6 separate regions of the Mus musculus genome follow, and regions 1, 2, 3, 4 and 6 are each linked to region 5. A link is a contact called in public HiChIP or PLAC-seq, Micro-C and promoter capture Hi-C data. All regions are on one chromosome and are shown on one strand. Each heading gives the region's core, a stretch centred on a gene start, on an enhancer-like site or on the middle of the called end of the contact. The rest is flanking DNA. Distances are from core to core; before and after follow the strand shown.

Region 1 (4,470 bases), core at 1,734-4,233, 360 kb before region 5:
AAGAGAGTGTGCTTATAAGGGAGACGGCCCATCCCCCCCGCCAGCCTGTTCTTGGTGCCTAGAGCCAGCCCATAGGTGATCTACAGGGTGTGTCTCTGGACTGTCTCAAGGACCTTTCAGCAGGAAGCAGAGTCTTGGAGAAGAGCAAATAGAGCCATCAAGGTCAGAAGGCTCTACCCTAGGTAATCTCCTTCTTAGTGGCAGCAAGCTCAAAGTCTGGATCAGCCTGCTTCAAGGCTGAGGGAGGCTACAACTGGGGAGATCTGAAAACTTGCTGACCCATTGTCCTTGCTTCAGGCCAGGTGGCAGGGCAGCTTCTAATGGCAGGATAGTTTCTAAGTGGCTGCCTGAAGCCTGAGGTTTTCTCTAGTAACTAACTTACCTGGACCTGCCCAGTTCTTAGGCCTAGTTTCCTAGACTGCCAATCTGAAGCCTGTCATGGAGTCAGCCTGTCTCATAAGTAGTGTATGACACTGTCTGGGGGAGGCATGAACAAAGCCCTCTTTCATCCCAGAAAAAGCATTGACAATACATTAAAGAAATGATTTCCCCTAGTCTAACTTGGTGAACAGGTGAGTTTATTGGGGTTATGTACAGGAGCAAGGTAGTTACTTATAACAGCATGATGTACGGCCAGAAAGTCCAGCTTCATGATACCTGCACTCCTGGAGCTCTCTGAAAGAACTCACAGGCAGCTGGGCTAACTGGGAGAGTCTCCTCTGCTGAGTAATGGTTACTGCTGCTCACACAAGGTTGAAGGAAGGGCTTTGGTTTTTTTGTTTGTTTGTTTTTTTGTTTTTTGTGGGTTTTTTTTTTTTTTTTGGTTTTTTGAGACCGGGTTTCTCTGTATAGCCCTGGCTGTCCTGGAACTCACTCTGTAGACCAGGCTGGCCTTGAACTCAGAAATCCGCCTGCCTCTGCCTCCCAAGTGCTGGGATTAAAGGCATGTGCCACCACGCCCGGCTTTGTTTGTTTTTTGTTTTTCTTTTTTACAGGGTTTCTCTGTGTAGCCCTGGCTGTCCTGGAACTCACTTTGTAGACCAGGCTGGCCTCGAACTCAGAAATCTGCCTGCCTCTGCTTGCTGGGATTAAAGGCATGCGGGACCACGCCCGGCGGGGGTTGGGGGGAGGGCATTATGACTCCTGAAGGTTCCTGAAGCTTTTACTTCCTGAGCTTTGTTTGTTTGTTTGTTTGGTTTTTCGAGACAGGGTTTCTCTGTGTAGCCCTGGCTGTCCTGGCACTCACGTTGTAGACCAGGCTGGCCTCGAACTCAGAAATCTGCCTGCCTCTGCCTCCCAAGTGCTGGGATTAAAGGCGTGTGCCACCACGCCCGGCTTCTTCCTGAGCTTTGTAAATTTTATTCACTTCTTGTGCCTTTTAGATTTTTTTCTTACATTTACTTATGTATGAATGTCCACACACACACACACACACACATACGTCATGTAAATATGTATGCCACAGGTGTTCCTGCTGGCTCCTCTAGAACGAAGGTTAAAGATAACTGTGAGCCACCATCGGGTGTTGGGAATCGAACCTGGATCTTCTTCCAATCTATAGAACGTGATGACCCTGCCTCAAAACAGAATAGCGATATATTTTTAGATAATGTATGATATGAAATTTAATATGATTAGGGAGTTCCTGGCTGACCCATGCCAAAGTGCCCCCTTGAGAAATGACGCCAAGCAACAGATCTGGTGGGGAGTTATTTGGGGGAAGAGAGGGGAGGGAGGGCTTGGAGAAGGGGTTGAGGTAGATGAACAGATAGGCAGACAGAGGGGAACAGAGTCACGAGGGCAGAGAAAGCAGGGGACAGAGAAGGAGAGAATGGGGGCTGGGGCCAGAGACCGCAAGGAACACGTGGGAACAGAGAGAGCTGGAGTGGTGAAGCAGTCGTTATCACCACACCTGAAGAAGCACCATAAGCTGGTTGCTTGATCCTAGGGAGGAGCCTAGCGGAATCGCCTGTAAACTAATAAATTAAGCAGAAAATCGAAAGGCCCCTTTTCCTCAAGGACCTTTTGTTGTGGGTGTGGTCTGAAAGACTGCGAAGAAGAACCTGGTTGTATCGCAGGGAAAGGTCAATACGTCCCCTCTGCGCCCCGGTTGCGCTCTACAGCGCAGAAGCGGAAAAAGCAGTCCAGGTTCGAGCTTTCGGCGCGCTTGGGCGGGGCATGCAAATAACTGCTCTGTGGAACTCTGGGAGCAAAAACAAAAAACTGCAACCAAAACTTCTCGGCCTCCTTGAATCTTACAGGCTTTTCGTGGCGTAAAGGTGGTGTACTCAATGAAGAGGAGAGTCTGTGTTGGCTGCATGTTTGAGTCGGTTGGTTGGTGACTGTGAATTAAAGGTGTGGTCGGTGTTGAGTGTATGGGGCGTGTGGGCGTAGTTCGGTATCGCTTCTCGGCCTTTTGGCTAAGATCAAGTGTAGTATCTGTTCTTATCAGTTTAATATCTGATACGTCCTCTATCCGAGGACAATATATTAAATGGATTTTTGGAAGTAGGAGTTGGAATAGGAGCTTGCTCCGTCCACTCCACGCATCGACCTGGTATTGCAGTACCTCCAGGAACGGTGCACCCCCTCTGGGGAGTAAAGTTGGTTTTAAAGTCAGAGCATGGTGATTGTAGGGCAGTCCAGCTTTTTAAATATGTCTGTGTTTTCTTCTTCTTAACTTTCGTTAGTTTGTATCCTGATTGGGTTGTGTACACGATAACTGAGTTCTCGTTTGCGCCAGAGCTGGAGAGATGGCTTAGTGGTTAAGAGTACCGACTGCTTTTCCAAAGGCCCTGTGTTCAGGTCCCAGCAACCACATAAATAAATAAATCTTAGGAAAAAAAAAAAGAAAAAAGAGTGTAGCACTGGAGCTAATGTGGGGTGGAAACATTTTAAATATGTGCTTTGTGGGAAGTTTTAAGGAAATCGTTAAGCTCCGCCCTTTACTTGTGAGGGTTTAAATTTCGCGGTAGTAGCTTGCGCAGGCGCACTGGCTTTACCATGGCGGAGTTGATCTCTTTCGTAGTTCCCACCCAGAGCGACAAAGTTTTGTTGGTGTGGGATCTGAGCACTGGGCCCCCAGCCGAAGCCTTAAGTGTGAGGGGCTGCGCGGAGAGGGCAGGGGAAGGGAGTGGGGGGACAGGAGGCGTGGGCCCCGCGTGGGCGCAGAGGAACGGGGAGCCAGCGAGGGCTTGTCTCCTCCTTAGATGAAGCCCCAGTGAAGGGAGTGCTTCCAGCGGAGAAGGGCGGGATCTGGGCTTGAAGTGAGGTAGGGGGTCAGCACTCACTGGTGGGCCTCCCACAGCATTCTCTGTTCACAGTGTTCTCTCAGTTTGGCCTTCTGTATTCAGTCCGAGTCTTCCCGAACGCTGCAGTGGCTCGTCCTGGTTTCTACGCCATCATCAAGTTTTACTCCTCGCGGGACGCACAGAGAGCCCAGAAGGCTTGCGATGGGAAACCCCTTTTTCAGACATCACCAGTGAAGGTGTGTGCAAATGCAGGCTTCAGGATAACGTTCCGAGTTCTGCAGTGAGTAGCTAGAGACTCTGTGGTGCCCTGATTCACCCGGTGCTTCCAGATGCGTTTTCACTGATCCTCTGGCCTCAGGTATCCTAGGTGATGGTTAGGTGATAAAAGGTTCATCATGAGAGTAATTGTGGTCAAACCCAAGAGTTCCAATGAAAATCCCATGTCGTATGTTACATTTACATTTATTATTTACATTATTTATAAACATTTTCTATTTTATTTGGACTTAAAATGTGTTTGACCAACTGCCAGTTTTAATATAATGGATGCTTTATTGTCATCACTGTAAAATAGAACTTCCTTCAGGTTCCAGAGGTGGGGAAAGCATCCTTTAGTACATTGTAGCCTTCATTCCATATTAACATAGAACCCGTTCCCCCAGAGCCTCAGCACATCTCACCATGTTTCTCAATTCCACCACCTGTCCTTTCAATTTCTGATTGGCCACTTTTGATGTATCAACCTGCTGCTGACCCAGCTTCTTATTCTTATCCATATTGCTTTTTTTTTTTTTTTTTAAGATTTATTTATTATATGTAAGTACACTGTAGCTGTCTTCAGACACTCCAGAAGAGGGCGTCAGATCTTGTTACAGATGGTTGTGAGCCACCATGTGGTTGCTGGGATTTGAACTCTGGACCTTCGGAAGAGCAGTCGGGTGCTCTTACCCACTGAGCCATCTCACCAGCCCCCATATTGCTTTTCTTTTCTTCTCCCTTGAACCTTGATTAAATCTGAGAACTGCAGTTAGTAGTGACCCCAAGTGAATTTTCTCTACGTCCATACATGATGCAAGACCTTTTTCTATCTTAGATCACCCACTTCCAGGTCCTGAGGTGATTTGCTTGCCAGTCATTCTTTAAGGAATTTGATTGGTATGTTTCTAACCTATGGCCACATCTCAGCCATTTAGATACTGTATGTGGAACTGGGAAGATT
Region 2 (4,483 bases), core at 473-2,972, 310 kb after region 5:
ATTGAGAGAAAGAACCGGAGGCACACGTGGGGGAGCCCTCACCTCTAGTTTGCTGTTATCCAGGCCAGACAAAGACATTTCCTCCATTTTCATTTGTAAACTCTTGTGGAGACGGCGCTCTGACTGCTCATAGCACAGCGGGCGGCAACACGGCTGCACACATGGAGGTGGGGGTGTTGGTGTGAGTCCAAGACACCTCCAGAGACTGCCACCTCCCCTCCCCACCTCCAAGCCCAGGGCTTAATCCTGGCATCAGTGTGTCTCCCTCCCCAAGGCCCCGTTCACTAGGTCTAGATGGTCCTTCAGGGCCTGAGAACCAGAGGTGGCCTAGTCCTTCCCAGGCCTAAGCTCAGGCCCTGAACTGTACTGCCTTGCCAATCAGACTCTAGGTCTATAGGAGGCAGCAGCTCATCCCAGGTACCCAAAACTCAAACCCCTCTTTGATACCCATGGTGCAATGCAGCAGGGGGAGGAGAAGGAACTCTAAGGCCTCAAAGCAAACCCACAGGGTGTGGCAAAGAACTGCACAGACTCCTCAAGACAACCCCCGTTTCCCTAAGGGCTGTCATAGTCACCTCTGCTTTCAGCCAGGATGTCCACTTGGGGGGGTACTGCTACCAGAAGTAGGAATGGCCCTAACACCCTACAACCTTCACCCCACTCTGTCTTCTCTTAAAATAAGCCTGCCACTCTACGAGAGGAACAGAGCCCAGAGAAGCCTACAGGCAAAGGGCATTTCCAGCCACCAAGAACGTGAGCAGAGGAGAGCCCCGTGGTACGCACGCGAGTGGGCACTCCCCTTACCTGTTCTTTTAGATCGCACCCTCCCTCCCTCAGGACCAGCCCGGAAGTCTCTCCAAGAGCCCCAAAGTCCAAAAACCCCACCGTAGGATTCAGAAACAGTGCCCACAGTTCGGGGCCCCACTGAAGAGTGGGTACGAGTTTAAGAAGCTGCCGGCCTCGAGTGGGGTGGGGACTGACAAATGAGCCAGGGGCACTGGGAAGGGGAGCAGGCCGTGTCGCGGCTCTTCTCCCGTCCTTGCGGCACTGCTGCTGCATCATACCGACTGGGGGGAGGAGAGCCGAGCCGCCCATAGGCCGGCGGCGGGCCGGGACAGACCGACCCCCAGAGAGTAAGCAGAGTGGGACGCGTCCCGACCCCACTAGGTCGCCGCCTGCCCAGATCCCGGACGGGCCGGGGAGAGGATTCCGGGAGGGTGTCTCTATTGTCCCGGGGGCTGGGGCCTGGCTCCCTAACAAAGGCCCCGCGCCCCCTCCCCGGCCGGCCCTGCCCCGCCCAAGGAGGACCCAGCCAGGGGGAGACCGGGGGGCCCCGGCCCGGCCGGGAAGCCGGGGAAAGCCGGGCGTTTCCGCGTCGGCCCTGGGGGAGGGGAAGGGGCGCTGACCCAGACCTGGGGGGAGGGGGCCCAAGCCCCGCCTCGGGCCCCGCCCCCCGCCCCCCGCAGGCCCCTCCCCCGTCCCTGTTCTGTACTCACCCCGCCCGGGGGGCCGCGCCGGGGCCCGGCGGCCTCTCAGGGCCGCGTCCTCCGGCGGCGGCGGCGACGGCGGCTGCTCCGGAGCCCCATGTCCGTCGGTCCGTCCTCGCCTCTCCCCGGGGCCCGGGGCCCGGGGCCGGGGGGTCGGGCTGCCCCCCCGCCTCGCCGCCTCACCGGGCGGCCATGGCCCCTTCCCCTCCCTTCTCGTCCCGTCGCCGCCTCCTCCTCCTCACCTCACCCCGCCCGCGCGCAGTCCGCGCGCCGTCCGCGCGCCCCTCCCCCCGCCCCCCACTCCAGCCCGCCTCTCCCGGGCGGGGGGTGCGGCGCGAGCCCGGAGCGCGCGCGCGTGCCGCGACCGGAGGATGGATGGATGGAGCGAGCGAGGACGCGAGCGTGCGCGCGCGCGCCCCTCTCCCCCCTCCCTCGGCGCGGGCGCGAGGCCAGGCGCGAGCGCGCTCCAACCTCCTCCTCTTCCTCCTCCCGCCCCTCCTCAACACCCCGCCCTCGCCCTCCCTTCCTCTTCCTCCTTTCGCTTTCGCGCGCCCAGCGACTGCTCGCGCCTGCTAGAAGGGCCCGAGCGCGTGCATCTGCCCCGCGGCCGCAGCTCGGCAGCATTTGCTCCAGGGGGCGGGGACCGGGAGGGGAGGAGGGGCGCCACGCCGCCGTCCAAAGTACCGGCGGACGGGACCTGGGGCGGGGAGATGGGTGGGGCCTCCGTAGACGAGTCCGGCCAATCGCGGAGTGTCCTCGGCCCGGGAGGCCCAATAGGCTCGAGGTGGGTGGGGCAGCGTTCAAGGTGAGGTGCGCGGTGCGCCAGGGGCGGAGACTTGGTGCCGTCCCGGCCGGCTCGGGGGCGGAGGCAACGGGGTGGCGTCGAAAGAGAGCGCCGGCTCCCAGCCGAGCCTGGGACGCCTTCCGGCCCAGGCATCCCCGCCCTTCCCGCGGGGTTCCCTGCTCTGCTCCCCGGTCGCTCCCCCACTTTGACCGCGAGGCATACAGTCAGTTGTGTGAAGAGTCTGGGCTTGAAATGGGGTGCAGTTAGGCGCTCAGGAAGGAACAACCTTAAAAGGGGCTGGTCTGCATTCGTTCTCTGGGTTTCGGAGTGGGTCACCAGCCACCCCAGGCCTCCGAACCGAAAAGAACCCAAGGGAGAAGGTTCACTGCGGAGTGCAAGCTGCGCCCTTCTGAGTCGAGCGCGCTCCCGCCCTTATCCTAATTTAGATCCCACACCTGCTCGCCTTTCCTGCTTCCGGAGCCCACGCTGGACCCTCCACCTCTCAGACAGACTGCTTAGCACTGGCCAGACTCTGCCTACACTAAAAGCTGCTCCGCTGGGAGTGGCCTTACCCTCCATCTCTCGCCTCTTTAGCTTCGGGAGGAAAGGTCCTTTTCTCAGCCACCCAAGGTGTTTAGATCTGCGCTCACATGTACGTGGCCGTGTCTACAGCCTCGAGACTTTTGCGTGCCAGGCCTCTAGCTTCAGATAAAATTAAACTCTGGAATCACGTACTTTGAGACCATCTTTGGTTCTTCGCTCTTCAGCAAACATGTATGGAGGTTCTTGGTAGATATTTCGAAGCGGATAAGACCACACGTTAGTTCTGAATTTAACTTGGTGGACCAGGCAAAAGACCTTCTTACGCCTCTTTTGTCCATTACCAGAGGACATAATGATAGTACCTATTTCATAGGAAAGACTTAACAATTAAGTTTATGCCTAGCCACTCCTTTTACCACAACAGAGAGAGGTAGAGAGAGGCAGGAGGATCTCTGTGAGTTGAGGCCAGCCTAATCTACATAAATACTTCCGGGGCTACATAGTGAAACCCTGTCTCAGAAACAACCGAAGCTAACATGGCATAGGAGAGACTCTTAGGTGTCTGGTAATCTTGTATTGTCTTTTGTTTTCACTCCATTGACACATGGTCTTATTTTGTAGCCCATCCTGCCTCAGCCTCCCCAGTGCGGGGATTACAGTACTGGATGACATACCAATTGTTACTTTGTCTTTTTTTTTTTTTTTTTTTTAACTTGAGAGACTGCTGTGGGTGTTGGGAACAAAACGCTTGTCCTTTTAGTTGTGAGCCTCTTAAGGCTGAGCCATCTTTCCAGCGCTGGCTGTTATTTCAGTTTTCCTTCTCTTTTTAAATGATTCTTTATAATGTCTTCACTGCCATTAAAAACTTAACATTAAGAAAAAAATGTTGCTGGGCAGTGGTGGCGCATGCCTTTAATTCCAGCATTTGGGAAGCAGAAGCAAGTGAATTTCTGAGTTTGAGGCTAGCCTGGTCTACAGAGTGAGTTCCAGGACAGCCAGGGCAACACAGAGAAACCCTGTGTCGAAAAACCAAAAAAAAAAAAAAAAAAAAATGAAATGAATGAAAGAAGGAAAGAAAGTTAACGGCACAATCCAGATGCTGAGAGACAAAGATGTGCTTCCTCGGGGAGTCACTGTCTCCCGGGGTAGGAAGACATGAAGGAAAATAATTGAAAATCCCTACGGGCGTGGTGGCATATACCTTTAATCCCAGCACTCAGGAGGCAGAGGCAGGCGGATTTCTGAGTTCGAGGCCAGCCTGGTCAGAGTCACTTTCTGTCTCAGTACATAGTGGCAGGATAGAGAGAGAGAGACAGAGGCAGATAGACACAATATTGGTTAGGCTAAGGGCTGGCTAGAACATAGAGAGATGTGGGGCAGTCAGCAGCAGGATATGAGCAGGCTAGAAGATCATACAGGTTCAAGTATATGGTGGAGTTTGTGGGGTTGGACCATACAGACACTGAGGAGAGCTGTAGGCATCCTCTGGCCAGACTTGTGTCTATACAACATCACTTTGTGTTCTGGAGTCCAGCTGGCTGACCTCCCTGTGTGGAGTGAAGAAGAAAACATCCCCTGAAGACATCTTGAAGATGAAGAACTTTCTGGAGGACATGACAAGGTCATAGATGTGGTTTCAGAGAAACTAGAATCACTATGGGACCAAATA
Region 3 (4,105 bases), core at 289-2,788, 280 kb after region 5:
CTGGTGAGAATGCTGTGTGGCATGGGGCCAGACCAGGGATTCGGGATTTCTCTGGAAGAGCCTGAGCCAAACTGCAGACATTTTTAAGGAAAAGTGACCTTCTTGGATAGGTGATTGTGACAGGGCTGAGTGTGGTCAGAGGAAGGAGACACAGGCTAGACCCATCCAGGCTGGAGGCTAGGAACTGAAGCTGAGGACAAAACTGTAGGAGAGACATTCTGTGTGGGAGCCTGCGGCCAGGGGGAAGTGAGAGATACAGAGGAGGAGAAGGTTGCTGGAGAGTGGGTGGGAGCAAGCACCGGGAGCAAGGAGGGACCCACATGGCATTGCCAAGACACTGCAGAGCCTGCAGTCTTGAAGACAGAAGCCCGCTGACATCCCTCCACCCTCCCCTGCCAGCTAATCGACCAGCTGTTGTTGTTTCCGCGGCCTCATTCCTCCCCCTAGAGGCTCCTGGAAGTACAGCCATTTCCTCCTAAAGCGAATGGGGCGTAGTTTCCCAAAAGTCTCATCCCTTCAGTCTCCACTTCCAAGGTCAAATCCCTGGACACATCCGCAGTCAGGCACGTGATTCCCCTAGAAACCAGGGAGGGAAAAAAAAAACTAGTCACTGAAGGTAGAGACCGTGCCCAGTTTCGGCATGAGGGGACAAGAAGAGGATTTGCTCAACTGTCTACCCAACATAGCACTACCCTCTAGGGTACTTATCTAAAGTGTGGCCCACTGGAGGCCTTGGCACACCCCCACAAGCTATGTAACTTTGAGTCAGTTTTACCTTTTTAAGACTTAAATTCCACCCAGGTGTGGTAGTGTATCCCTTTAATCCCAGCATTCCTGAGGCAAAGGGAAGTGGATCGCTGAGTTCAAGGCCAGTCTGGTCTACAGAGCTAGTTTCAGGACAGCCAGGACTACACAGAGGAACCCTGTCTCAAAAAACAAAAACAGCAGCACTGCCAACAACAAAACCTTACGTCCTGTAAGTCTCTATCCATCTCAGGTGCTGAACTGAAATTCTTAGCTTGGCCTCATTTCCTGACCAAATCTGTCTTGTATTACAACACTGACTGGTCATCTGAGTAGAGATGGATCTGAGAGTGATTTCAGTTCTAGAAAGCATGGTGTGTGTGTGCAGTGGTTGCTGTTATTTCAAATTCAGGAAGAGTGGTTTGGCTTCTTGGAAGCTCTCTCCACTTCCCCAGACTGAGGTCTATGGGCCATCCTGGGCTTCTACCCTTTTTACCAGCCAATACTTCAGAGGCTGCAGGACCCTGGTCCTTCCTCTACCCTGTCCTGCCCACCCATCTCATGGTTGACTGCTTTGACTAGAAGGCTCACTCCAGAGAAGTGGGGTCCAGGAGTGACCTTTGGCTGAGGCCCTGTTGACCAACAAAAGGGTACCAGCAGGGTCAGAGGCTGGCCCAATACCATCTGCATTAAGATCATGACTCTAGGCAAACTGTTTACCAATGCAGTGAGGGGCCTATTTATAGCCTCAGCTGTTTCTCCAGCTTACCAAGAAGGGGGCAGGGTGGCTCCCCAGAGCAAGGTGCTAGCTGGGACAAGGAACGATTCTCTGCCTAGGTGGCACTGCCCAGACCACTGGACCCCTCATGGCAGGGGAGAGCTTTCCTTTCACATCCTCCACACTGCGTGCTCTCCGCCTGCAGAGAGAGTGGCTGGACTGGGAGGACAGGAGGAGAGCTGCTGCCCAGCAGTGCCGCAGGCACAGGGACCTCCCTTGTCCCCAGGCCCAGCTCCTTAGGCCTCGCCGCTCCTGCCGAGACCCAGCTGTCCACAATGCCCTGTTCTCTGGGGACCTACAGCAGCTCCAAATCCTGTTCCAAGATGAAGACGCTGCCAATATGATTGTGGAGACTGTGAGCAACCAGCTGGCCTGGTCAGCGGAACAGGGTAGGGAACACCACCTAGGAGGACAGAAGAGGGACAGGAGTGGGGGTTGGGAAGGGAAGAAGAATCCATACGCCACTTCTCCGTAAAGAGCCTAGAACGGACCCATAGTCACCCATATTAACTCTTTCCTAAACAGTTGAGGCCAACCACGGTTTTCCTCAAACTCATAGAGATCCACCCGCCTCTGCCTCCTTCATGTTGGGATTAAGGGTGTGAGCCACTATGCCCACCCTCCAAATTTTTTTGGTTTTTTTTTTTTTTTTTCACTATAGCCCTGGCTGTCCTGGAACTCACTTTGTAGACCAGGCTGGCTTCCAACTCAGAGATCTGCCTGCCTCTGCTTCCTAATCTGCTGGGATCAAAGGTGCATCTTACCACCACCTAGCTAAAGTTATATTCTCTCTCTCTCTCTCTCTTTTTAAAGATTTATTTATTTATTATATGTAAGTACACTGTAGCTGACTTCAGTTGCACCAGAAGAGGGCATCAGATCTCATTACCAATGGTTGTGAGCCACCATGTGGTTGCTGGGATTTGAACTCAGTACCTTCAGAAGTAGTCAGTGCTCTTAACCGGCTGAGCTATCTCGCCAGCCTTAAAGTTATATTCTCATATAACACATATACAGATTGTAAATTTTGGCTTTGGTTAATTATATGCACTATATTACTATAGCGTTATATATATGAAAATATACACACATACATATATATCCATGTTTCTCTTACAGTTTCCTGCTATAGTAGACAGTTTTTATGAAACTCATATGCAATTTTTCCTTACCATTACTGACTTTGGGGGTTAGGGAGTGGTGTTGTAGGGAGAAAAGCCAAGCCCCTCCTGCTGAGCCACCCCACCAGCCCCATCTTATTTGGGGGCTAGAGGATTGAACTCTAATTTGAATGCTAATAACCATTGTCTTCGCCACTGTGCTCCGGCCACAGATGGCAAGCTTTTTAAATTTTGAGACAGGGTCTTGTTATTTACCCAGGCTGGCGTTCAATTCATTCCATAGCCCAGGGAGATCTTGTACCTGTGAGCCTTCTGCCTCAGCTTTCCGAGTGACTGGGGTCATGTGCTTGTCCCTTCAGGTCCTGTTCAGTTCATTATTGACAGGTTTGTTTTTGAAACAGGAACACACACTCTTTCTCTCTCTCTCTCTCTTGCTCTCGCTCTCTCGCTCTCTGGGCCAGGCTGGCCTTGAACTTGTGATCTTTCTACCTCCTGCTCCTAAGTGATAGATCGCAACCACACACTTCCACACCTGGCCACATGCAGCATTAGAAGCTGACATTGTTTCATGGGCCATCTTTCCATGTCAGCGACCTTAGGTCTATAGAATACTTGAAAACTGTACAGAGAGACATCTGGACTTATAGAACTACTCTCCAGAGAGAATGGTAGATTTATAATTTTTTTTCTCTTTTTAAAAAAAAAATTAGCTGGGCGTGGTGGCACATGCCTTTGATCCCAGCACTCGGGAGGCAGAGGCAGGCGGATTTCTGAGTTCAAGGCCAGCCTGGTCTACAGTGTGAATTCCAGGACAGTCAGGGCTACACAGAGAAACCCTGTCTCAAAAAACAAAAACAAAAAAACAAAAACAACAACAACAAAAAAAAAATATTGCCAGGCGGTGGTCCCAGCACTTGGGAGGCAGAAGCAGGTGGATTTCCGAGTTCGAGGCCAGCCTGGTCTACAAAGTGAGTTCCAGGACAGCCAGGGCTATACAGAGAAACCCTGTCTTGAAAAAAATATATATTGTTGAGTCTCTGGCCTTTCTTTTAACAAGCAAATGGTATCTTACATTTCAGCTGTAAAATTCTTCAGTGTTAGCTAGGTAGAGAACCCGGCTAGGGCGTCAAAACCACTTACCAGAGCAGAGCATAAACTATCCCCTAGAGTGAGATGTGGGAACATTCTGGTTGTGACCTCTGTCACCCCACTGATTGCCAGGCTGACTTAAGTTCAGCTGGCTGGTTAGGCTGCTGGCCTCGTCCTCCTGTACCACTCCAGTGTCCCTCACAAAGCTTCATGCTCATTCAAAGAGGACCCTCTTCCCCAACAGATACCTAGCCCTCCTTTTCAATGTATTTGTTTATTTTAGGAGAGAGCATCTCATTACGTGGTCCTGGCTGTCCTGGAACCTGATGTGCAGAACAGGTTGCCTTTGAACTCAGCCATCTGCTTGTCTCTG
Region 4 (4,466 bases), core at 151-2,650, 390 kb after region 5:
GAGCCTCAGTTGGTGGTGGTGGTGGCAGGCACGCCCCGCTGACCCTCAGACCAGTAGCTCTTGCTGCCTTTGCTCAGGGAAGTGGAGGTACGCTCAGGCGGGCGCTCAACAAAATCCTCTCGATCTTGAGCTCCTGAGCCCAGGCAGTGGAGTGTCTCAAACTGGAGCCCTGAGCTGTGCCCATCTCAATCGCAGCTGGTGGGTCGGGTCTGGGGAACCCTCGAAGGTGAAACCTCAACTCCGTTCCTTCAGTCCCTGTGCCTCCGTCTTTCTGTAGGTGAAGGAGAGAGCAAACGGACAGGGCTCAGTGACTCAGCTGTCCCTGGAAAGGCGAAGGGCGAAGGGCGGAGAGAAAAGGAGGCCTCCAGGTCCAAACTCCCCTCCCTTCAGGCGCTCAGCTTGTTTGTTTTTGAACAGACCTTAGGGCAGCCAATCAGAGCTGAGGCCCCGGGCTTGTGCCTTTCCCCGCTGACTGCAACTCCTGGTTCCTGGCCAGTGAAGCTGGGGAAGGTAGGGTTCCTGGGTGGGGAGTAGGATAATGACTACGGGGTGCTCCTCTTTGGGGTCCCAATCCTGTCAGCTACCCAATCTCTTGAGGTGTCTTGTTTTAGAGGCAAAGTGCTGAGTCTGATGACAGCCTGGCAGAAGACAGAGGACGTGGTATCCAGCCTGAGCCTCCTCACCATAGGCTCAGAAAACAGGCTGAAGGCTTGTTTAGCTTCCACTCTTGTGACAGGAATTGGTTCCTTTATCCATCCAGGTGTCAGTCAGCAAGCGTTTGCTTTACTCATGCTGATGAGTGCTAGGAGCCACAGAAAGAGACACAAAAGCACAAAAGCCAAGCTAAGACTGGGTGGGGGAGAGTGGGGTAAACATACAGACGCTCAGAGTCCCTGGGGACCTCCACGACATAAAGTCCTGCAACATTTTGGTGGCAAAACTCCCAAGAGTGAACCGGGATTCCCTCCTGTGATTCAGCAGAGATGTAAACAGCTTACTAAAGGCGCTCAGTCAGCCACTGAGCACAGCTCACCAGCCTGGAGGCTCTCTTTCCCAGTGCAGATGGGAGAGCCCAGAGAACAGCTGTCAAGGACTACCGGGACCTGCTCCGTACAGACCTTCCACCTCCTCTCCCAGCCTAGCCTAGTCTTGGGGGAATGGACCCCCATGTATGCACACTCACCCAGGCTCATCCCTGCTGGAGGCTCCCACTAACTATGGCAGCACCCAGAGATGCTCTCTAACCTAGTCCCAAACGGAGGAAGTGAAAGTGCTGGGAGCAAGTGAATTCTATATCCTTAGAGAAAAAAGAAAGTCAGGATGGAGTCTGGAGAGATAGCTCAGCAGCTAAGAGCACCGGGATCCAGCACCCACATGACAGCTCACACCTATCTACAACTCCAGTTCCAGGGCTTCTGGCACTCTTACACAGACATCCATACAGTTTCCTGGGCAGCCAGGACTACATAGAGATAGACTCTGTCTCAAAAAAAAAAAAAAAGAAAGAAAGAAAGAAAGAAAGAGAAAAGAAAGAAAAGAAAATCTATGGTTTATTAATTTATAAGGTGAATAAAGTGGACAAGAAATCAAGTTCAAGGGAGTCGAATTGAGAACTCTCTCTCCTCTCAAATTTGTAAGAGGAAATATTGACGCGAGTAAATGTTCTCCCCTCCCCCAACCTTGAAAACTCCTTGGTAATTACACCACCTGGCCTCCAGGGGGCTCATGCTGTTTACTGCCCCTAAAGAAGCCCGCGAAGAAGGTCCAGTCTATCCCGTGGAAACAACTTTCTGCTCTGCTCATAGCCTAGCACCCCATAAAGGCACTCGCTGAACTTGCTCGCTTCTAACGAAGCTGCTGACTTCAACCCTTTCTCTCCACACTATGTTTAACCTACTCACCACCAGGTTCTGCACACACCCACGCTGCCCAGCTCCTCATTCGTTGTAGCATTTGACACAGGCGGCGCTCAGCTCTTGGGAATGTCTGCTTTGTGGCCCCCATACCATATTATCATCTCCATCTATTTAGCGTTCTCATTTTCCTCTTATCACCTCCCCACATCACTCCACCAAGTTCATCTTTCCTAATCTATCTTCGCCAGCCATTCTGCTCACTCATAACCTGGCCTTCTTCAATGTCCTTTCTCAGCTGACTGGTCCACGCATGTGGGTCAAACTAGCACCGGCAAGTGTATGTAGGACTCCCGCTTTCCTTAGCCGATTACTGCCAATGCCCATTGACTTCCATGTATGTACCCGGAGGATCTTCTGGCCGCAGTTGGCTGCAGTTGGAGCTTGTCGTTTCCGGTGGCTGTAAGTAGGTCAGTGTTTACCTCCCCGCCCTATAACCAAGAATTTCTCTCTTTATTGTTCCTTCCTTCCTTTAACAGGTTTGTATGATTGGCACAGGCCACCACATGTCGGGAATGCTCAGTTAGTGTTTGTAGAATGTGCTGCAAAGTAATGAAGATACAGAACAGAGGCTCAATTGGTAAAGCGTTTGCCTTGCAAGTACAAGGATCTGAGTTCAAGACCCAGAATCCATGTTTCTCAGAAAAATGGGAATGGTGGTGTATGTTTGTAATCCTAGCATGGGGAGACAGAGAGAGGCAGATTCACGGGGCTTGCTGGTCGTACAGCCTAGCCTTCTTGGCAAGTTCTAGGTCAGTGAAAACCCCTGCTTCCTCTCAGGAAAAAAAAAAAAAAAATGGCTGGAGCCAGGAGTGGTGGCACATGCCTTTAATCCCAGCATTCGGGAGGCAGAGGCAGGTGGATCTCTGAGTTCGAAGCCAGCCTGGTCTACAAAGTGAGCTCCAGGACAGCCAGGGCTACACAGAGAAACCCTGTCTCAAAAAACCAAAAAAAAAAAAAAAAAAAAAAAATGGCTGGAGCATGAAGAATAGCATTCAGAGTTATCATCAGAAAAAGAGGGCAGTTCTCAGTAGCTGTAATGAGGGCAGGCTAAACAATAAAATTGAAGATAAAATTACAAAAAAACAATGTAGTCAGTTGATCTCAATTTAAGATCACAATTGGTGTTATTTTCTATTCCAGCATCTGGTAGCACTTCATCCCACAATATAGAAACAATGTAGCAGGCAACACAGAGGAAGCTGGCTTAGACTGAAGAAAGTTGAAGCAAACTGAGGACAGAAAAGCTCTGTGGCTACTTGTAAGTGACCTACCTTGTAAGGAAACAGAACAATAGGAAAGTGGTGGATAACAGGTATTTATGAATGAGAATGGCCCCCCATAGGCTGATATGTTTGAATACTTGGTCCTCAGTTGAACTGTTTGGAGAGAATTAGAGGTGAGGCCTTATTGAAGGATGTATGTCACTGGGGTGGGCCATGAGGCTTCAAAAGCCTGATACCATTCCAAGTATCTGTCTCTAACTCTGATTGTGTCTGAGCTCTCAGCTGTCTCTGCTGCCATGCCTTTTTGATGCTGTCATGGACTCTAACCCTTAGAAACCAACCGTAAGTCCAGTTAAAGGCTTTCCTTGGTCATGATATTCTGTCACATTAGTAGAAAAGCTACTGTGGTGGTTTGAATACGCTTGGCCCACAGGAAGTGGTACTCTAAGGAGGTGCGGCCTTGTTGGAGGAGTGCTTCACTGTAGAGGTTCCCTTTGAAGCTCTGACCAGTGTGGAAGAGTCAGTGTGGCTACAGTCAGATTAAGATGTAGAACTCTCAGCTCCTTCTCCAGCGTCATGTCTGCCTGCATTCTGCCTTCTTCCTGCCATGATGACAATGGACTAAACCTATGAGACTGTAAGCCAGCCCCAATTAAATGTTTGCTTTTATAAGAGTTGCCTTGGTCATGACGTCTTTTCACAGCAATAGAAACCCTAACTAAGACAGCTATCAATACAGCACATTTCTAAACAAACAAATAGGCAAATTATACAAAATCCAGGCATGGAGGTGCACACTTTTAATCTCAGTACTTGAGAGGCAGAGGAAGATGGATGGATCTCTGTGAGTTCTAGGTCAGCCAAAGCTATAGCGTGAGACCCTGCCTTAAAAACAAACACAAAAATATTTTAATCAAGACTACTCAATAGGCCAGAGTGAGCGGGGCCAGAGCAAGCAGAGGTCCTGAGTTCAACTCCCAGCAAACACATGATGGTTTACAACCATCTGTACAGCTACAGGGAACTCATATACTTAAAAATAAAATAAATAAATAAATCTTCAAAAAAAAAAACCTACTCAATAACTATCCACAAGTCCATACTGATATATTTAAATGAGTGGGTGAATAAATAACTGAAGAAAAGAGACAATCCTCTGTGTAGAAAAATTCCAAATAATATATAGAATCCCTCAACAGTGGAGATCTTTAGGGATCAACTGTGTATAAAGTGGAGGTTGGAAAGCCAGGAACATTTCTACAGTGGACACTCTGACAAGCCTGAGCCAGCAAGCTGGCTCCCCTTCAACAACCATAAATTGTATTGG
Region 5 (4,480 bases), core at 723-3,222:
CACAACATCCAAATTTAAACTGCAGTATCTTACAAAGCAGTGTCTCCTGCAGAGTCCTGTCTACCTAAGAGAGGATAGGACTGCCCCCCCCCCCCCCCCCGTGAACAGAGCCTAAATTCTGCAGGACAGGAAAGGTGGGGGTGGGGTGGGGATGTGCCTGTGCTCATATGGGCTGCTGAGCCAGAGCGCTGTCCAGATGGGAGGAAAGAGCTGCAAGGCTCTGCCCCCACCTCCCTCTGCCTCTCACGCCCTGAGATTGGAAAGTGCAGCTCACACAGACTCCCTCACTGGCCTGAGAGGATGTGCCGGAAGCCCCTTGGTCCAGGAGTTTCAGGTGGACGAAGAAGCTTTAGGCTTGGCTTTAGGTATGCAGTTGATCCTCCCAGCTGAGCAGCGCCCCCATGTCAAGGTCAGATTTGCATAGAGGGCAAAGGATGTGTTCTCCAAGGCAGCCATCAGTCCTGACACTATGCCTAGGCAACCTACTGCAGATAAAACTCAACAACCTGTCCCCCAGCAAGCAGGCTCCTGAGACCGCCAAGCCCCCTGGCTTCTTGGATAGTTGAGGTAGGGAGGACTGGGAGAGGTTCCCTAAGACTATGCAGCGACTGAGCTGGAGGCTGACCCTGTGAGTCTGTTTAGCCACTTGCTCAGGAGCAAGAATGCACAGCCACGTTGACAGAATGCTGAAGAGCGCGTCCATATATCTCAGCTCTCTACCACCAATCCAACCGTCAGCAAATGCACCATGATGACCACCACCGTTCTGAAGAGTGAACACCATATGGTGTTTGACACATAGTAGGTGCTCCGTATGGAAATAAGCGATGCAGTACATGCAACCTGCCCCCAAGTGTCTGAGACTAATCATGTGAAACCCCTCTGGCTCTGCTGCAGGCTAGGCAGCAGGTCCTAGGTGCAGGACAGGAAACACACATGTAAGACATTGAAAGATCCTTACAGCCCCTCAGCCATCCCGGCCATCGCTTCCTAGTGTGCAAAAACAGAGCTTAGGACTTTAATAAATGGGGTCTTCACATTCATGAAAACCCAACGTGGATCTTCCTGCAATGTGGATCATGCCAACTTTTATCTTGGTGTTAATATTGGTTCTCTCCCACTGCTGAGAAATTCTTATTAATAACATGACTAAAGTTTTCTTTTTAAAATAAGAACACATACGAGCTCAATAATATACACATTTCCTAGTGGTGCAATTAGGAGGAATTTTCAGATGGCTCGGGTCTTTATCATTTTGTTTTTTTCCATCTAAGTCAAACTTTATCTGGAGAAGCCAGGAAAGCCTTGGCTCAGCTACTTCCTCTTCTAGGGTATTTTAGGGTATTTGGATTTCCTGACACGGACAGGAAAAGCTCCACACCCAGATTGTAACGTCATCCCGTTGCCATGGCAACGAAGGCAGACATTCCACGGTGACCTCACTGCAGAACTAGGCAGCTGTCACATGACGCGCGGCCAAGAGACAGCCCTGCCACCTGTTAAGAGAACGTGGTAGCCTTGACCCCGCCCAAGCCCAAGCCAGAGCTGGTAGAGGCTGAGGTCAGGCACTTTGGGGGTTGGGGGGCGTCTCTGGGCATGCGGAGTCCAGCTCCTCCGCTTCATGCGCGGGGAGTAGGCGTCGACTCCAGGCTGGTCCCCAGCACCCGCTCTTGCTCTCAGGTCGGCGACCGCGCCCAGGATCCACCCCCCCCCCATGGACCCCACTCCAGCCCCCAAGTAGTAGTCGGGGCCCGCTGGGAGCGGCTACGGGTTTGGCCCTCCCAGAGACTCACGCGTTGCCCACGTAGACCCTCGGGACGACCTCGTTGCAGGGCTGGCTCGGCAGGCTGTAGCAGCCGCTGCCATCCGAGAGCAGGTCGTTGAGATCTTGCACCGAGAGTTCGAACGAGCTGGACATGGCGGCGGCGGGGCGCTGCACGCCAGGGCAGGAGCGAACGAGGGGGAGAAGCCGGGTCAGCGGGGCGGGGCTGCCCAACCGGGAGCCGCCCCGTCCCGCCCCGGAGGCGGGCCCACTGGGTGCGGGAAGCTGCGGTCACGCTAGGCAGCGCAGAGGACACGCGCGACTGGCCAAGCGCCGCAGGACCCCGGGGCACGTTCCTGGCCGAGATGCCATCACTCCCGTGTCATCCGTACTCATTCACCCTGGCTAAGGCAGTGGAGCGCAGGCACTTCATTTACTGAACCCAATGCGGGACGCCTGGGTACACCTGGAGTCGCTCTTTCAGGATAATGGGTACCCCTGGGGTTTGCTGTGAACCCTTCTCGCTGCACACCAGCAGAGTGGGCATCCATTCATTCACCCCAAACACACACGTCAGAACACATCTTCCCAGCCCACGACTGCTGAACCAACAACCTGCCTACCCAGGAGATGGATCCTTACCCAAGGTTACAGGAAAGAGCCCTATTCTGGAACACTTCTTTTAATGTTTGATGTGAATCAGCATTGAACTTTTTAAAGGCTGAAGGTATAGGTCGCCAGGTTTGGCATCTGACCCTGGGGGACTACTTTAACCTTAGCCTGTGTGCTGGCGACTAAAAGGGAGGAAAGCAGTTTGAACAGCTATAATTTTGTGAGACCCGAAGTGTCTACGAATCTGTAACTTTTGAGTGTAAACACAATATAAATGGAGAATTCTCACACCTGACCTGTGACAGTCAAAACACAGGCACACTAAAAATTACTGTACAAAACTGTATTCAGGATATATTTATATGTGACGCATTAATGGATTTCATGTTTAGACTTGGATCCACTCACTACATATAGTATATATATTATATCGTAAAGTCTCAAACATTTCTGTCCCAAGCACTTCAGTAAAGAATATGCAACATCTAACTCCTAAGAATTGCTGGAGGGCTGGCAAGATGGCTCAGAGGGTTAAGAGCACTGACTGCTCTTCCGAAGGTCCTGGGTTCAAATCCCAGCAACCACATGGTGGCTCACAACCACCCGTAATGAGATCTGACGCCCTCTTCTGGTGCGTCTGAAGACAGCTATAGTGTACTTATGTATAATAATAAATCTTTGGGCCAGAGCGAGTGGAGTTGACCTAAGTGAGCGGGTCATCTGTACAGCTATAGTGTACTCACATACTTAAAGTAAATAAATCTTTTTTTTAAAAATTTGCTGGAAAGATTCCAGAAACATTCAAGGGGTTGCGGAGGTTCCTGGGCTGGCAAGGTGCCCAGCATGCACAAAAACCTTAGTTCAGTTCCCAGCGCGGAACATACAGGCGTAGCGGTTGCAGAAGCAATTGACAGATGTTGAGCACTCACTGGGGGCCTGCGCCCTGGGCTGTGGGCTCTGGGCTAGTGTGGGGGTAAATCTTCCTCCACAGGTTCCTTTACAGCTGTTCCTGGGGTAGCTGCCATCTCACTGTGAGCCACATGGTGTCAGTAGCGAGTTTCCACTGAGAGCAAAGAGCACAAAAAGCGTCTCTCCAGTTGCCAGGGAAAATGGCCCGGTCCCTAACGCCAAAGGGGCAAATACAGTCTCCCCAGTGTGTCTCCTATTAAGATTTGTTTTCTTTATGGTTTTGTTTGTTTTACTTCATACTTTCGTTTTTTGAGGTCGGGTCTCATGTAGCCCAGGCTGGCTTTGCAGTATATAACCAAGGATAACTTTGAATTCCATCTGCCTGCTTCCATTTCCCAAGTGCTGGTATTGCGAGCCTGTGGCACTGCTCTGGGTTACACTAACTACACTTTTGAGTGTTTCGCTTTCCCAGAAAAACTTATGGTTTCAGACCTTCAGGGAAACCTCGCAGGGAACTGTGACTTCTTAGCTCATAGCTCAAACGGCAGAATGAGAGTTAGAGTCCCACCCCAACCTCCCTTTGTGAGCCTCTGCCTGTGCCAGGCAGGGAAGGGATATCATGCCTTTCTTTTCTCCTCCAGCCTTGGAAACATCTACTTCCCAGGCACGTGAGGAACTTCAAAGCCCCCTTTCCTTCCTCCTGACATGGTCCTGACTTATCACAGAATCACCATTGCTTTAGGAGAGAAGAGAAGAGCCACTTACCTTGACCGAATCATAACACAGAGAATATAAATACCGGATTGTCCCGCACCCCATCACCATATATAAATTTTAGAAAACTTTTAGAAAGTGCCCAGAGACAACTAAACATGCTCATCTCCTCTTCCTCCGCTGAGACTTGTCCCTGATGTCATAACTGGGTAACTATGACACCTTGTCATGGGGAGAGCTAAGTGCCTCACAGAGAAGCCAAGGTGTCTCATTTCTGAAGCTAGACTAGGAGGAGAAAATGAACAATTCCTTGGATTATTTGGCCTACCCTGTAATCGTTTCTAATCACAGGCAAAGCACAACCTTTAGGAAGAAACTGGACTTTGGCCACTACATATTGCACAAAAATAGAGTACAAATAGGTAAGTGGGCAGCTGGCGCTGGCCTTTGTCACCATTTGGAGTTCTAGAAGCCTCCATCAAA
Region 6 (4,459 bases), core at 1,772-4,271, 420 kb after region 5:
CACAGAGAGCGCCAGCCACCCTGAGTCACCGCAGCTTGAACAGAGGAAGCCAGCTCACGGTATGACACATGCTGAGCCTGCAGCTTGGTCCGCACGAGCTCCAAGGGGCTGACAACTGTCACGGTGCCCACTAAGGAGGCGAGGGTTGGTAAGACAGCAGAAAGAGGTCAGGCCAAAGAGGTCATGCATTCAAACCCAGCTGCTGCCCCAGGGCCTGAGGGTTTAACATACTCCCCCACCCCCAGGCTAGCAAGAGGCTGGGACTGGGACCCAGAAGGTCAATGGTTAGTTGTGCTCACTTCGGGCGAGGGCACCAGCCACCATGGGTGCGTAGAGGTCAGAGGTCAAGGACTGACCACACAGGAAGGCCTTGAGTTGGTCGTAAGCAGTGAAGTAGATAGCAGTAGCTGGCACGGTCATCACCCTGGGAGTATGGAGAGGCCAGGAAAATCACTTAAGGGCTCCCAAACCTCTCAAGCACCCCCTTCCCTACCCAGCCATGACTAGGGTACTCACAGGGTGGCTGGGAGGCCGCTCCACAGGGTCCTAGTGCCCTCATGCCGCACAATCTTCACAAAGGCATCCTGACCAAGCCAGCAGGCAGCCCAGGGAAAGAAGACAGAGATGAACAAGGCCTGCGATGGACTGGCTCAGCCTCTGCCTAGAGTCTTGCTTGAGTCCTGAGAAGAGCCAGTTAGCTCTACACTCACACCCCACTCCACGCCCCCCAACTTGGTTCTAGGTGGACTCCTAGTCCACCCCTTAAACCTTAAGGAAGTGGATGGACGTTGGTGCTACACATCTTTAGTCTCAGCACTCGGGAGGTGGAGAAGGTGGATCTCTGGGAGCTTGAGGCCAGCCTGGTCTATTACAAGAAGAACCCTATCTACCACTACCCCCCACACACACACAAACCTAAACAAACAAACCACACAAACCCCCACCCCCACCCCCAAAACCACAAAAAGCAAAGAACAAAACAATTCCATAGTAAAGAACTTTACTAGTGTGTATTACGCTATTAGGTCCTGTTTTTGATTCTCAGCATCAGGACCAAAAAGCTTTCTGAAGGAACAGCCTCCCAGGTAAGCCCTTCCTACACTGAACAACCACCCCATTTGCTTTCCATTCCCCACACCGGCAGCCTAGCCAAATCCAAATCGAGTCCCTCAGAGACACATTGATTCTGCTCCTTACCAAGGTGCCAGTGAACCGTGTGGGGTCCTGAAACCAGGTGGCACAGCGGGTACCATTTGGGCACAGGTACAGGGGCTCCAGGACTCCATTGCAGTATAGGAGGCACTTCCCTGGGGACTGTAGAGCGGAGGATGCTGGGAAAGGGAACGGACATTAGGGTGGAAGGGCCTGGAGCCTTGCTGGGTGACATAGCTGGGTCAATATGTGGCTATTCCAGTGTCAGAAAGCTGACTAATGTGGCCTCAAAGTATGGGGGGGCAGGAGGGGATCTCGAGAGAGGGTTTCTCTGTGTAGCCCTGGCTGTCCTGGAACTCACTCCATAGACCAGGCTGGCCTCAAACTCAGAAATCCGCCTGCCTCTGCTTCCCAAGTGGGACATTAAAGGTGCGCACCGTGCACCACCACTGCTGGGCTCATGTACTACTCTATGATCATGGGTAACCCAGGTACTCGAGGGATACTCAACACTTCTTCCCTGGGCCCTCCCAAGGGCCTGGGGCTTGGGGCACTCACATTTGGTGTAGGAGAGACTCCAGAATCTGGAGGGAGTTGTCAATTCTGAAACACAAAGGTCAGCCCTGGTGGTCAGGAATGCAGCCTCCCCCACTAGAACCCCATCTCTGGGAAATCCTTATTTTGTCAGGCAGCTCGCCTTGATCTGGTACTCACCGCTGGTTGCCGAGGGTCTCTGAGACTGAAGGCGGACCTTCACCACATCCAGGGGTGTCACTGGGGAAGGAGGTAGGTCTGAAGGTTCCTTCAGGACACCACTCACCCTCTTCTTTATCAGAACCAAACTGCCTCCAACCTTTAGCCCACATTAACCCCCAGCTGCCCCATCCCCCATCTCCCCAGGTCTTACTGAAGAGGGAGGTGACCACAGCCCCGGCTCCTGAGGCCACCATTTGCTGAAGGGGGCTAATGCCCCCAGGGTCCTGATCATCCATCTTGGAATTTCAATCCTGAAAACACACACCACAGTCAAATGGAGCTTACCCCCTGACAAGGCAGGCCTGAGTGGGGGGAGTGGGGAGCAAGCATGAGCTAAGGTGCTCTGGGACTTTAACGACAGCGCACTCAGGTCTCATCCAGAGTTTGCCTCTATAATCTTTAAAATCTAGAAATGTGCTCACTTTGCCGAGGGGAAAACTAAGGCTCAAAGGTTGCTGTGACCTTCAAGGTTACGTCATTCGTTTGGAAAGAAGCTAGAATAGCCGTCGGCCAAAGACAGTGATGGCTATTTTCTCAGCCACATGCTCCTCCAGACCAGAGGCCGAAAGATCAAACACCTGAGCCCCTCCACCCAACATCTGGGCGGACACATGAGCGCCCCGGGCGAGGAGAGGTCGAGTCGGGCACCGAGAGAAACGTGTAAACAAATCTGCTGATAGAGGAAGGTCCACCTTCCTTCCCAAGATTGCTGGCCCTCCCCCACACTGCCTGCCTGGGGCCAGAGAGGACAGGCCGTGAGGCCTGGATGGCAGGACATTCTCTGTCTGCCTCCTCTCTCTCTTAAACACAAGCCGCGGAGATGGAAGCAGAGACCTAGTAACAAACCCTTTCACCGAGACTCGGCCGCACTCCATGCCCAGGCCCAGTAAAGGGGTTCACGGAGAGGCCCACCCCCTTCCCGCGGCCTCGATTCCCCTCCCAGCCGGGGACCCTCGGAGAACCCACTCCAGCCCAGGCCCGCCCACCTGGCTCGGAGCCGGTCCTTGCGCCGCGCCACGCCAGGGGCCTGGCGGGCCCATAGCGGCTCCGCGGCCGGTGCAGGGTCCGCGCGTGCCCGCTTCGCACAGCGGCCGCCCGGGAGAGCGGTGAGACCGGCTCCGCCCCCAGAAGGCGAAGCCCCGCCCCGTGGCCGACCGGCCGCGCGCACGGAGTGCAACGAGCTCCGCCCACTCGCGGCCCTCCTCCCACCCCCCCAGTTCCGCCCTTGCGCCGCGGCCGCGTGGGCGGGTCGCCGCGGCCCCGCGCTCCTTGCGGCCGGCAGGTCAAGGTCGCCGACTGGACGGCGCTTGCACCCGGCTCCAGTAGCTCTCCTCTGCCCACGCCCTGCAGGAGTGTTGTCCGGGGAGTCCAGACCTGCGATCGCTGGAACTTTCCTGACCGCTTGGGTATTGCTGCTCCGCGTCCTTTTACGAGGCAGCTGCCGCGAGGGTCGGTTCTTCAAGGTCATCAGAGTGTGGGACAGCAATGGCAAACATCTGCCCACTTAGCTCCGTGGCGGGAGTTTACGATTTATGGCGAGCCTGTTGGCTGGAATCACCATCCTCTTTTACGGATGATGAAACGGGGTTGCAACCCCAGAACGCTTTATGACCTGCAGGGCAGCCTTGTCAGCCGACCTGCAACCTGGGCTAGACGTGGTGTGGCCCTGGGCAAATTTACAGGACCTCTTTGGGCCGAGGACACAGAGAACGTAGAGCAAGAAAGAAAACCAGTGTTTCGCGACAGATCTTAGACTGTTACCACTTTTAATACTTAGAAGTTTTTTGTTTCTTTCCCCCAAGACGATCTACGTAACCTTTGCTGGCATAGTTTCCAATGTAGGCCAGAAATGGCCTCTACCAAAACTTTTCATAGTAGGTAATTACAGACGTAGGTACCCCCATTTTACAGAAAATGAAATGGACTCAAGTTAAAACTTTTGCCGCTGCCTTCCCCGGTGGGCTTGCAAACAGCGCTGTTTCCGCACCAGCTCAGTACCCGGCACCCCACCGCCCGCCTCGCCTCTAAGACTTCCAAGCTAAAACGGTGTTAACAGAAACTGGAACACGCGGTGTGAGGCTGCACCTTTAAGAAGAAAAGGCCGCGGCTTTGACGTCACTACCGTCTCCGCCCCTCAGTCCCCAACTGGTTGCAGACCGCGCTGGAGCCGCCCAGCCAGCCCAGCTAGCACGTGGATTCCAAGTGGCCAACCATAACTTTACCCTGAGAAAACCCTTTCGGCATTTCCATGGCTCGGATCCTCCAGCTTTGGGGGCGGAGTGAGAGCAAACGGGTAGTTAGGAAAGCAGCCAATGATCAAAAGGCCCGGGCAGTCGGTTGGCCGTGAGGCAGAGGCGGCAGGAGAGTCACGAGTGAAGTGTCGCTTGTGCTGCCCTGTCCTATCCTGTGTCCTCTCACCCCAAACCTGGCTTAAAAGTAACACAAAAGCTGGGCATGGTGGCGCACGCCTTTAATCCCAGCACTTGGGAGGCAGTGGCAGACGGATTTCTGAGCTCGAGGCCAGCCTGGTCTACAAAGTGAGTTCCAGGAC

Evidence for each region. Hi-C and Micro-C count contacts between places; a contact is called where the count stands out from the background. HiChIP or PLAC-seq counts read pairs in DNA pulled down with a chosen protein or histone mark. Capture Hi-C pulls out chosen DNA fragments and counts their contacts.
Region 1: a contact with region 5 is called in a promoter capture Hi-C map of adipose tissue. The contact joins the promoter of Rdm1 here to the promoter of Dusp3 in region 5. A contact is called at or near these places in 1 of 39 promoter capture datasets (liver), 1 of 115 datasets of contacts at active chromatin or transcription factors (microglia) and 1 of 9 other capture datasets (adipose tissue).
Region 2: a promoter capture Hi-C map of pancreatic islet shows a contact between it and region 5. The contact joins the promoter of Atxn7l3 here to the promoter of Dusp3 in region 5. A contact is called at or near these places in 2 of 39 promoter capture datasets (the HPC-7 cell line and neural stem cells), 3 of 484 Hi-C or Micro-C datasets (B cells, cortical neurons and embryonic stem cells), 2 of 115 datasets of contacts at active chromatin or transcription factors (embryonic stem cells and pancreatic cancer cells) and 3 of 9 other capture datasets (adipose tissue, macrophages and pancreatic islet).
Region 3: an H3K27ac HiChIP or PLAC-seq map of epiblast stem cells shows a contact between it and region 5, with 2.5 times the contacts expected there. The contact joins the promoter of Asb16 here to the promoter of Dusp3 in region 5. A contact is called at or near these places in 12 of 39 promoter capture datasets (the 3T3-L1 cell line, 3T3-L1-derived adipocytes, the HPC-7 cell line and 8 more), 11 of 484 Hi-C or Micro-C datasets (the G1E-ER4 cell line, the N1E-115 cell line, brown adipocytes and 7 more), 2 of 115 datasets of contacts at active chromatin or transcription factors (epiblast stem cells and pancreatic cancer cells) and 4 of 9 other capture datasets (adipose tissue, liver, macrophages and 1 more).
Region 4: a FOXA1 HiChIP or PLAC-seq map of pancreatic cancer cells shows a contact between it and region 5. The contact joins the promoter of Bloodlinc here to the promoter of Dusp3 in region 5. A contact is called at or near these places in 1 of 39 promoter capture datasets (neural stem cells) and 1 of 115 datasets of contacts at active chromatin or transcription factors (pancreatic cancer cells).
Region 6: a contact with region 5 is called in a Micro-C map of embryonic stem cells, with 4 times the contacts expected there. The contact joins the promoter of Slc25a39 here to the promoter of Dusp3 in region 5. A contact is called at or near these places in 2 of 39 promoter capture datasets (embryonic stem cells and pre-B cells), 7 of 484 Hi-C or Micro-C datasets (B cells, cerebellum, embryonic stem cells and 4 more) and 2 of 9 other capture datasets (adipose tissue and liver).

Annotation. Positions count from the first base shown.
Region 1 is chr11:101,624,966-101,629,435 of GRCm38.p6, forward strand. It overlaps Rdm1 (RAD52 motif 1), which reads left to right and starts at 2,984. Exons shown (of 7, transcript NM_025654.2): 1 at 2,984-3,099; 2 at 3,308-3,487. The coding sequence starts at 3,004. LOC115487916 (a small nuclear RNA gene) reads left to right here and starts at 2,401; the gene lies at 2,401-2,591.
Region 2 is chr11:102,294,907-102,299,389 of GRCm38.p6, forward strand. Atxn7l3 (ataxin 7-like 3) reads right to left here and starts at 1,723. Exons shown (of 13, transcript NM_001098837.1): 1 at 1,497-1,723; 2 at 43-153. The coding sequence starts at 93. It overlaps Gm33851 (cyclin-dependent kinase 13-like), which reads left to right and starts at 1,483. Exons shown (of 2, transcript XM_030246466.1): 1 at 1,483-2,271; 2 at 2,718-3,011. The coding sequence starts at 1,859. The coding sequence ends at 2,790.
Region 3 is chr11:102,267,213-102,271,317 of GRCm38.p6, forward strand. Asb16 (ankyrin repeat and SOCS box-containing 16) reads left to right here and starts at 1,539. Exons shown (of 5, transcript NM_148953.3): 1 at 1,539-1,911. The coding sequence starts at 1,611.
Region 4 is chr11:102,375,620-102,380,085 of GRCm38.p6, forward strand. Bloodlinc (Bloodlinc, erythroid developmental long intergenic non-protein coding transcript) reads right to left here and starts at 1,401. Exons shown (of 3, transcript NR_131196.1): 1 at 1,184-1,401; 2 at 684-802; 3 at 1-271. Gm34253 (predicted gene, 34253) reads left to right here. Exons shown (of 3, transcript NR_166821.1): 2 at 2,152-2,323; 3 at 3,057-3,813.
Region 5 is chr11:101,982,819-101,987,298 of GRCm38.p6, forward strand. Dusp3 (dual specificity phosphatase 3 (vaccinia virus phosphatase VH1-related)) reads right to left here and starts at 1,973. Exons shown (of 3, transcript NM_028207.3): 1 at 1,794-1,973. The coding sequence starts at 1,918. Cfap97d1 (CFAP97 domain containing 1) reads left to right here and starts at 4,238. Exons shown (of 6, transcript NM_029287.1): 1 at 4,238-4,419. The coding sequence starts at 4,296.
Region 6 is chr11:102,404,496-102,408,954 of GRCm38.p6, forward strand. Slc25a39 (solute carrier family 25, member 39) reads right to left here and starts at 3,022. Exons shown (of 12, transcript NM_026542.3): 1 at 2,895-3,022; 2 at 2,060-2,159; 3 at 1,867-1,926; 4 at 1,711-1,755; 5 at 1,198-1,331; 6 at 517-584; 7 at 300-424; 8 at 1-130. The coding sequence starts at 2,144. It overlaps Mir6930 (microRNA 6930), which reads right to left and starts at 492; the gene lies at 425-492.